Linked DNA regions of Mus musculus: region 2 is linked to region 1. A link is a contact called in public ChIA-PET data. All regions are on one chromosome and are shown on one strand. Each heading gives the region's core, a stretch centred on a gene start, on an enhancer-like site or on the middle of the called end of the contact. The rest is flanking DNA. Distances are from core to core; before and after follow the strand shown. Region 1 holds the start of Gpr18 (G protein-coupled receptor 18). Region 2 has its middle 34 kb from the start of Dock9.

Region 1 (3,767 bases), core at 166-2,665:
AATGTGATTTTGGAATAAAATCCTATATATCTAAAAACCTGTATTAAAATTTCCAAATAAGGCTGAGAATGGTAGCAACATGCTTTTAACTCTAGCACTTCTGAGGCAGAGGGAGGGGGAATCTCTGTTTGAAACTAGTTTGCTCTACATAGCACCCCCAAAATGTATATAACTAGAATACTAGTTTCTACGCAAATAAGAAAATTACTGCATAGTAAGGTTAAATCTTTAGTATTAAGCAAAGGAGACTTAGAGGCTTAAACACTGTGGTCTTTAAAGAAGCCTCTGAGGTATAATGAAGTCCTGGTCTTTCCTCTATCACCATTCTCCCTGGTGTTGTCATGAAAACACCTGTATCTACAGGCTGTCCTTCCCTGGCTGCTTTTCTGTAGTCCACCTGCCCCAGTTTTCACTGTGCTCAGTGCGATGCTCGATGCTTGTGTCTCTGTATTACCATCCGGACTATGTTCTGCACGATTTTGAGCGAGTGTTGAAAACCGATTGTCTTTCAGGTTAACTTTTGAAAACTTAAGTACCATGACTATCTGTAGGTTTTGTGTTTTTTGTTTTTATTTTTTTTTAAATTGAAGCCAAGTAATTTCATGAAACAGTAATTGAAACTATATGACAAAGACATTGAATTATGTTATGATGTACTATGTCATCAACATAATGTGTTAAATGACAGGGGAATGAGAGCGAGGCCTCAGTCCTACACCAAGAACTACTAGCAGCTTCTGTGCTAAAAGTGGGAGCAATAGGCCTCCCTCAGGAAGAGCCCACCAACTGGTTATCCAGTACTAAACGGTCAGCTCTGAAAACACGTGTGAGTAACACTACACAGAAAAGCAGGTTATATGTATTTAGGTGTGTGTGTGTGTGTGTGTGTGTGTGTGTGTAACAACAATTAAGAGAAGGAGGCCATGAATTTGTAAGCGGTTAAGGAGGGTCACGTGGGAGGGTTTGGAGGGAGGAGAGGGAAGAAATGATGTAATTATATTGGAATCTCAAAAATAAAATAAAAACATTTAAAACTCTACACTTAACTATTAATAAAAAATATTGAAAATGAGCGCTGAATCCTGGGAAAAGAATAACCAGTTGTTTCAAGGTCTTCATCTGATGGAACAGAAGTTTTGAGTTTAGTAAACACAACATTACTTCTGATAATGGTTTGCCATGAAATTAATTGAATGCAGCTTACCTCCTGTCTGTCAAAGGCTGTCTGAGAGGTGACCGTTTGCCGCTCTGCCCAGTCCCAGAGAGAGAGTGCTCAGAGTCGCCTGTGTTAGGTAGGTGGTGTCTCTGTGCTGTGTCTTGTTGGAGGGTTGTTGAGATGTAGTACCGATAGTGGGGTTGGTCTGCTGAGCTCTGAGCACTGCTCTGCCGTTTTCAGGAAACGCTCTGAAATGAGACACTCAGCGTGGGACTTTACCCTGGATGTGGTTTTCTCTTTCACAAGTGATTTGTTTATGAAGTCCTGCTCATCTCGGGCTGCTCTTGAAACAATGGCATATCTTGAAGAAAGGCAGATATTCTTGAATTAACTGCTTGTTTTGATGTTTGAAGTTTGTGTCACTTACAGGCAGGAGATTTGACACTGGGCAAAGCAAGGTTCAAAGCCTAGCTGCTTTCTAAGCTCCTCGACTTTGTCTAGCCTTTTGTTGTTCCTGTGTAGTTCCTATCCAGTTGAAATGCATAGCACTCATGTGATAGGATTGAGAACTCCTCTCCAGAAAAGTCCTGCCTGAAAGAGAGCAACTGCCACCCTGCCACCTCGGTCACCTGTCATCTTCTCCATGGCCCTGCTCTGCTCTGCTCTGCCCTGCCCTGCCCTGCAGATCTGTTCCTGGATCCTGTAGGTACTTCCTACACTTTGTCCATTTTCTATCTCAGGGAAGACTTGCAGTAATTTTTTTCTTGCATGAACATCCATGTAAACCATGGGAAGGACTGGGGAATTTACATGTAGCTGGAAGAATTTATATGTAGCAGTGTTCTCAGCTGAGAAGGGAAGTGAAACCCACAGAAGGGAGGATTGGGCAGCCCAGAGCATCGCTGTCTAGCTACTCTGAGTTTAACTTTCTCTTTAAAGTAGCCCAGCCCTTGTCCAGTTCTAAGTATCTCTACATTGGCTACACATTATTTGCCAGCCTTTAAATGGTGCCTAAGCTTAGCTGCTTCTGTGTCTATAGTGTGAGCGATTTAAACTGGCTCCTGTCATCTTGTCTGTCCTGTTTTGAGACGGGGCCTTACTGGCTGCTTTGGAGCTGTGTTGACCAGGTTGGCTTTGAACTTACCCTGGTCTTCCTGTCTCTGCCTCCTGAGAGCTGGACTCCAGCTGTCAGCCACCACAGCTGCCACAGCGTGAACTTGAGGTAGTTTGAGAACCTTGCTTCTTTTCCCAGAAGTGCTAAACTTTCATTCTACAAAAGGTACTGACGTTAGCTGTGCTAACAAACCACTGGGTGCCGTGGGAGCCTTCCAGAATAATGTGCTATAGAGCCACTGGAGACCACTGCAGCAGTTCCTGTGTGGGTGAGAGGTGATTGCCTTGAAACCTTCTCTAGACATGCTTTGGCATTGCCAAGTTACATCATAATTGTTTTATATGAAGTTATGTTTTTTCATATGCTACACAGGTCAGCCACATGGATACCTCTTGACTGGGACCCAGTGTGTTCTGTGAGAAGGTTTCTGACAGGAAGTACTGATTGTGCTGCTACAGTCAACAGATGAGGAGCCTGGGGTGTCTTCTCATTAAGACTTGAGTCTTCCCCGTATGTAGCATTCTTAGTTGAGAACTTGCATTTCTTAGTGCAAGGTGCCCAGGGCAGATTTGGAACCTCCCAAAAGCTTGGCAGAACCCACCTGTAGACCCTCCCTCTAACCACCTCACAGCTGCCATTTTCCCTCAGAGCTGGGCTGGCCTGGACGGTTCCTTGCCCCAGCTCTGTGCCTTATGCTTGGGTGGCCGGCACACACCTTGCTGTCTTTGATGCTCCACCACTACACCATGTGCTTGGGGGTGCTGACATGAGTTGTAGCTAAGGAGCATTTAACATTGTTCGATAGCTAAGAAAGTGAACATGTGAAGAGGGGGGTGGGGTGGATGGTCGTCTGAGCCCAGAACCAACTGCAAGGACACTGAGCTGCCTGAGATGTGGTGAGAGGTCTGTGCAGGAGGCGGAGGAGTGGCCCTCCTGCACGCCTCACCTTGCCTTCAGGAATCTGTTACTCTTACCAGGGACTTTGTGACCATGCCTGCAGTTTTGGTCTTCTCACGTACTTTGGAATGTGAGAGAATTCTTACCAAAGAGGGTTTTCTCATACTCCAGAGACGTCAGGGTTTCCTGTACTTTATGAAATGTTTTGGTCTCACTTTGAGGTTTAGTTTGAGCATTGAAGACTGTAGGTGAGTTTATATACTTAGTAGGAGAACCTAGTTTTTAAATCAACATGATTTAGTTAAGACACTATTGGGAGTGTTATTACATGCGTGTAGCATGTCTGCATGTAGGATGACTCCAAGGGTGTTATTACATGCGTGTAGCATGTCTGCATGTAGGATGACTCCAAGGGTGTTATTACATGCATGTAGCATGTCTGCATGTAGGATGACTCCAAGAGTGTTATTACATGCATGTAGCATGTCTGCATGTAGGATGACTCCAAGGGTGTTATTACATGCATGTAGCATGTCTGCATGTAGGATGACTCCAAGGGTGTTATTACATGCATGTAGCATGTCTGCATGTAGGATGGCT
Region 2 (4,138 bases), core at 703-3,202, 180 kb before region 1:
ATTTTCTGCCAAACAATCCACAATATAGACCAAGACCCTTTAAAAGTAAGTATTCCGCCGGGCGTGGTGGCGTACGCCTTTAATCCCAGCACTTGCAAGGCAGAGGCAGGCAAATTTCTGAGTTCGAGGCCAGCCTGGTCCTCAGCGTGAGTTCCAGGATAGCCAAGGCTACACAGAGAAACCCTCTCGAGGAAAAAAAAAAAAAAGTAAGTATTCCCTGATCTAACTATTCCAGGTCTAGAAGCAACAAAAGCAATCTGATAAGCATGTACAACACGTATATAAGGATGCTTACCATAATGGGAGTGGGGGGTGGGGAGCAATCATGAGTACTGATTAAATGAAATGTTCCAGGGCTGGAGAGATGGCACAGAGGTTAAGAGCACTGGCTGCTTTTCCAAACGACCCAGGTTCCATGTTCAGCACCTACACAGCAGCTCACAACTGTAACTCCAGTTCCAGGCCATCTGAACCCTCACACAGACATGCATGCAGGCAAGACACCAACCAATGCACATAAAATAAAAATAAATGAAAAATTTCCCAGCACTTGGGAGGCAGAGGCAGAAGGATCCCTGTGAGTTCAAGATCAGCCTGGTCTACAGAGCAAGTTCCAGGACAGTCAAGCTACACAAAGAAACCCTGTCTCAAAAAACATGAATGAATGAATGAGTAAATGAATACATAAACACAAAATGTTGCATACATAAGATGAAACACTATTAAGAATGAGATGTGGCCCCAAATGCCAGCCCTGGTTCCACTGGCCCCTGAAGTGGCTGGAAGAAAGGCATCCAGGTACCTGCCACCAAGGCCCAAGTATGGGTCGGCCGTCCTGTTGCAGCTGGCATCTGTGTCAATGTCTGTGGCCCGAGTTACCACCAAAAGCCAAGCAGATATCTGGGCTGGGCTGCCACCAGAGACTATGTGGGATATCTGAGGGCCATGCTGCTGCAGGGGTGGGGGTCGGGGGGGGGGGGGGTGTAAATCTAGGTCCAAGGTCTTATGGCAGTTGAGATCAAAGCCCATGCAGATATCCTTGGTCTGGATGGCTGCCTGAGGCACTGTGCTGATATGGCCCCACCCCTTGCCTGGGTAACACAGTAGAGCTGACCCTGACTGCAGGGGAGTGGGTGGGCTGACCAGAGGGTGTGAGAGTGGGAAGCTGACCCCGCCTCTCATCTGCTGTAGGGTGGTAGGGGCAGGGAAGAGAAGCTCTCCCCCCACCTCACCCCTCAATGCCTGCAGCAGGCGGGTGAACATCCTCCAAGGTCAAGAGCCAGAGAGGTGGCCCTGCTCCTTTCTAGCTGCAGAACTCTGGAGAGGGAGCCCTACACCTTGCCTGGGCAACACGATAGAGCTGGCTCTGGTGGCAAAGGCACAGAACAGGTATATGAATCTGGTGGGGCAGAGAAAGACACAATTGAGACCCTACTAACATCAATGCTTTTTTTAATGAGCATATCTGTGATCTATATATATGGATGATACCCTGAAATATTTTGTCTTGAGATATTTATACCAATCGTTTTCTCTGTACAGTGGACATAAGGCTCTCAATTTCCACAATCAGTGTTTTCTGCCTGTTATAGTTTAATGAGTGCTAAAATAAATAAATCTCACTGTTAAGTAAAATGGTGCATACTGATGAAGCCTTGGAGCAGGTCTTCCTCTGCAGTAGACAGGCCCCGCCCTCTCCCCACTCTGCAGCAGGCAGGTTCTGCCCTTCTTCCTCTGCAGCAGACAGGTCCCATCCCCACCTCTTCTCCAACAGACAAGTCCCACCCCTCCCTTCTTCCTCTGCAGTTTGTTAGGACCCGCCCCTCCTCCACTGCAGACAGTTCCTGCCTCATCTTTTTCTGAAATAAATAAGCCCCTCCCCGTCTTCCTCTACAGTTGATAGATCCCGCCCCCTCCTCCTCTGCAGACAGGTCATATCCCTCCTCCTCTGTAGTTGATAGGTCCAGCCCCTCCTCCTCTGTAGTAAACAGGTCCCGCCCCCTCCTCCTCTGTAGTAAGCAGGTCCCGCCCTTTCCTCCTCTGCAGCAGACAGGTCCTGCCCCCTCTTTCTCTGCTGAATGAAGGCTGCATGGCCAAGCAGTTGCAACTACACAGCAGAGTACCCACAGCTAAGATGCAGGGGGAAACTCAGACTGAGAGCCAACTGCGCCTCGAAAACATCAGCCCAACTCACTGCAGTGATCTAAACAGAGAGTTGAATCCACTGAGCATCATGAGGAAAGGCACTGAAGGAACACGGAAAACAAACTATCCACAGCCAAGGTCCTGCAGCGAGCGCTGGAACCTTGCAGGCAGTGCTGAGGCGTTGGTGGGTGCCCCAACACCGGAAAGCCACGAGGCTCCTCCCACCAGATGCAGCAAGGCAGGCAGAGGGTATTACTGAAGAACAATTACAACAAAGCCCAGCTTTTACTCTTCCCAAATGCCTCAAGCTCTTTAACACACCACCATTTTGCATTTACACCTTCTGCCTGCCCCCTAGTTCAATGCACCCCATCCCAAAGATATATACAGACACAAAAGAGAAGGGTGTCATCTATTCTGTGCTCTTCGAACAGTATCCAATGTCAAATGGCTGTTAATTAGCATACAAGTCAAAAGACCTTCACAGTCAATGGTTTTTGTAAGAACTAGAAAGGACCAAGTCTGAAGGAAGTTAAGTACTCAGAAAAATCTTGATGCTATGAAAGGCTAAATTCTATACTAGTTTAACCATGAAAAAAACTTCAATTTTAAGGTAGTAGGGACAAAAACTAAAATATTAAATTTACAATGAGCAAAATAAAGAGTTGCATTATCCCAGTATGATAATGGGATATAAATAACATGATAATAAATGATATACATAATGAAAGAAACTCAAGGGTCTGGAGAGACGGCTCAGTCAACAAAGGCCCTTCAAGTAGGACCTGAGTTCAATCCCTAAGAACCACATAAAAATGGCAGGTGCACTTGTAATTAGCACTGAGGGGTTAGAGACAGGCTCGCTGGCCAGTCTGGCCTTAGCAGTGAGCTCTGGGCCAAGGAGAGAACCTGTCTCAAATGAAGTGTACAGTGTTCCTGAGAATGGCACCAAAGATTTCCTCTAGCCTCCATGTGTGCAGCAGAAGTACATGTACACACAGGTACACACACGCACGTGTTCACGCGAGCGTGCACACACACACACACACACACACACCAAGAAAAATTGAAGACTAGTCGTTTTTTTTTTCTTCCTTTGTGCCCTTACTCCCGGTATGCAGCAGCAATCCGGTTCTAACTGACCAGCCTCTCTTTCCCTCAGCTATGATCAGCAGAAACACAATATATCACACACAGCAACACAAGAGGTGTTTACTTCTCCCACAACTACAGAAAGGAAGTCAAACTTGACAGTGCTGGCCTTGAGCAGAATGGGACTTTCTCAGAGGAAGAAAGTGGAACTGGCAATGTCTGCTTCAGCTTACGAGCTTTCCCTGCAGTGGAAGGTTTAGATGGACTGGCCTCCTGCCAGACAACCTATGTGCCACCCTCACATCAGCTACAGCAGCCTGGATGTGAGCATCTCCAGGGCTGCCGCTTGTCCAGCAAGAACAAGCAATCAGGACAAACTCCCAATGCACTGAGCTAATACGTCCAATTACTCTGTAAAGCAAAAATCCCGAGGAAAAATCTATACTCAAGAATGAGATCCCAACTCAATCTTCCACATCAATTGTGCTAGAACTGGCAGTCAACATTTAAATGGGAAGACTAGGGAAAGGTCTTAGATGGAAGCAGAGGAACCCGGAAGCAGTGTCATACCCAGAACACACTCGCACACCCGCACTCGTACGCACATGCACGCACGCGTGCACGTGTGTGCACGCACACACATACACACACACACGAATACACATACAATGGCATGCACTTGTAGTTCCAGAGCTGGCAGTTAGAGACAGACATATTCCTGAGAGTTGCCAGCTAGCCTTAGGTACTCTGCAAATTCCAGGCTGGTGTGAGACACTCTCATAAAACAAACCATAACATAGATGGAGCCTAAGAAAAGCATCCAAAGGCTGTGCTCTGGTCTCCACACATATATACAGGTACTCCAGGACACACATGTACAACCACACAGATAGATAGACAG

What was found. ChIA-PET counts read pairs in DNA pulled down with a chosen protein or histone mark.
Region 2: an RNA polymerase II ChIA-PET map of effector CD8 T cells shows a contact between it and region 1, with 10 read pairs. The contact joins the enhancer-like site here to the promoter of Gpr18 in region 1. A contact is called at or near these places in 1 of 39 promoter capture datasets (the 3T3-L1 cell line), 10 of 484 Hi-C or Micro-C datasets (B cells, CD4 T cells, CD8 T cells and 6 more), 2 of 115 datasets of contacts at active chromatin or transcription factors (effector CD8 T cells and embryonic stem cells) and 1 of 9 other capture datasets (liver).

Annotation. Positions count from the first base shown.
Region 1 is chr14:121,914,473-121,918,239 of GRCm38.p6, forward strand. Gpr18 (G protein-coupled receptor 18) reads right to left here and starts at 1,416. Exons shown (of 2, transcript NM_182806.2): 1 at 1,205-1,416. All of the region lies in intron 4 of Ubac2 (ubiquitin associated domain containing 2), which reads left to right. Gm46485 (a long non-coding RNA gene) reads left to right here. Exons shown (of 2, transcript XR_001781471.2): 1 at 1-2,545; 2 at 2,643-3,767.
Region 2 is chr14:121,730,034-121,734,171 of GRCm38.p6, forward strand. It overlaps a transcript of Dock9 not described here. Among named protein-coding and RNA genes, the nearest start is that of Dock9, 34 kb to the left of the region's middle. Within about 2 kb of position 1,953, at least 115 of the 459 cell types and tissues checked have an H3K27ac peak or open chromatin away from gene starts, as enhancers often do. A contact at or near this core is called in CD8 T cells, the CH12 cell line, effector CD8 T cells and 1 more, where this site is marked.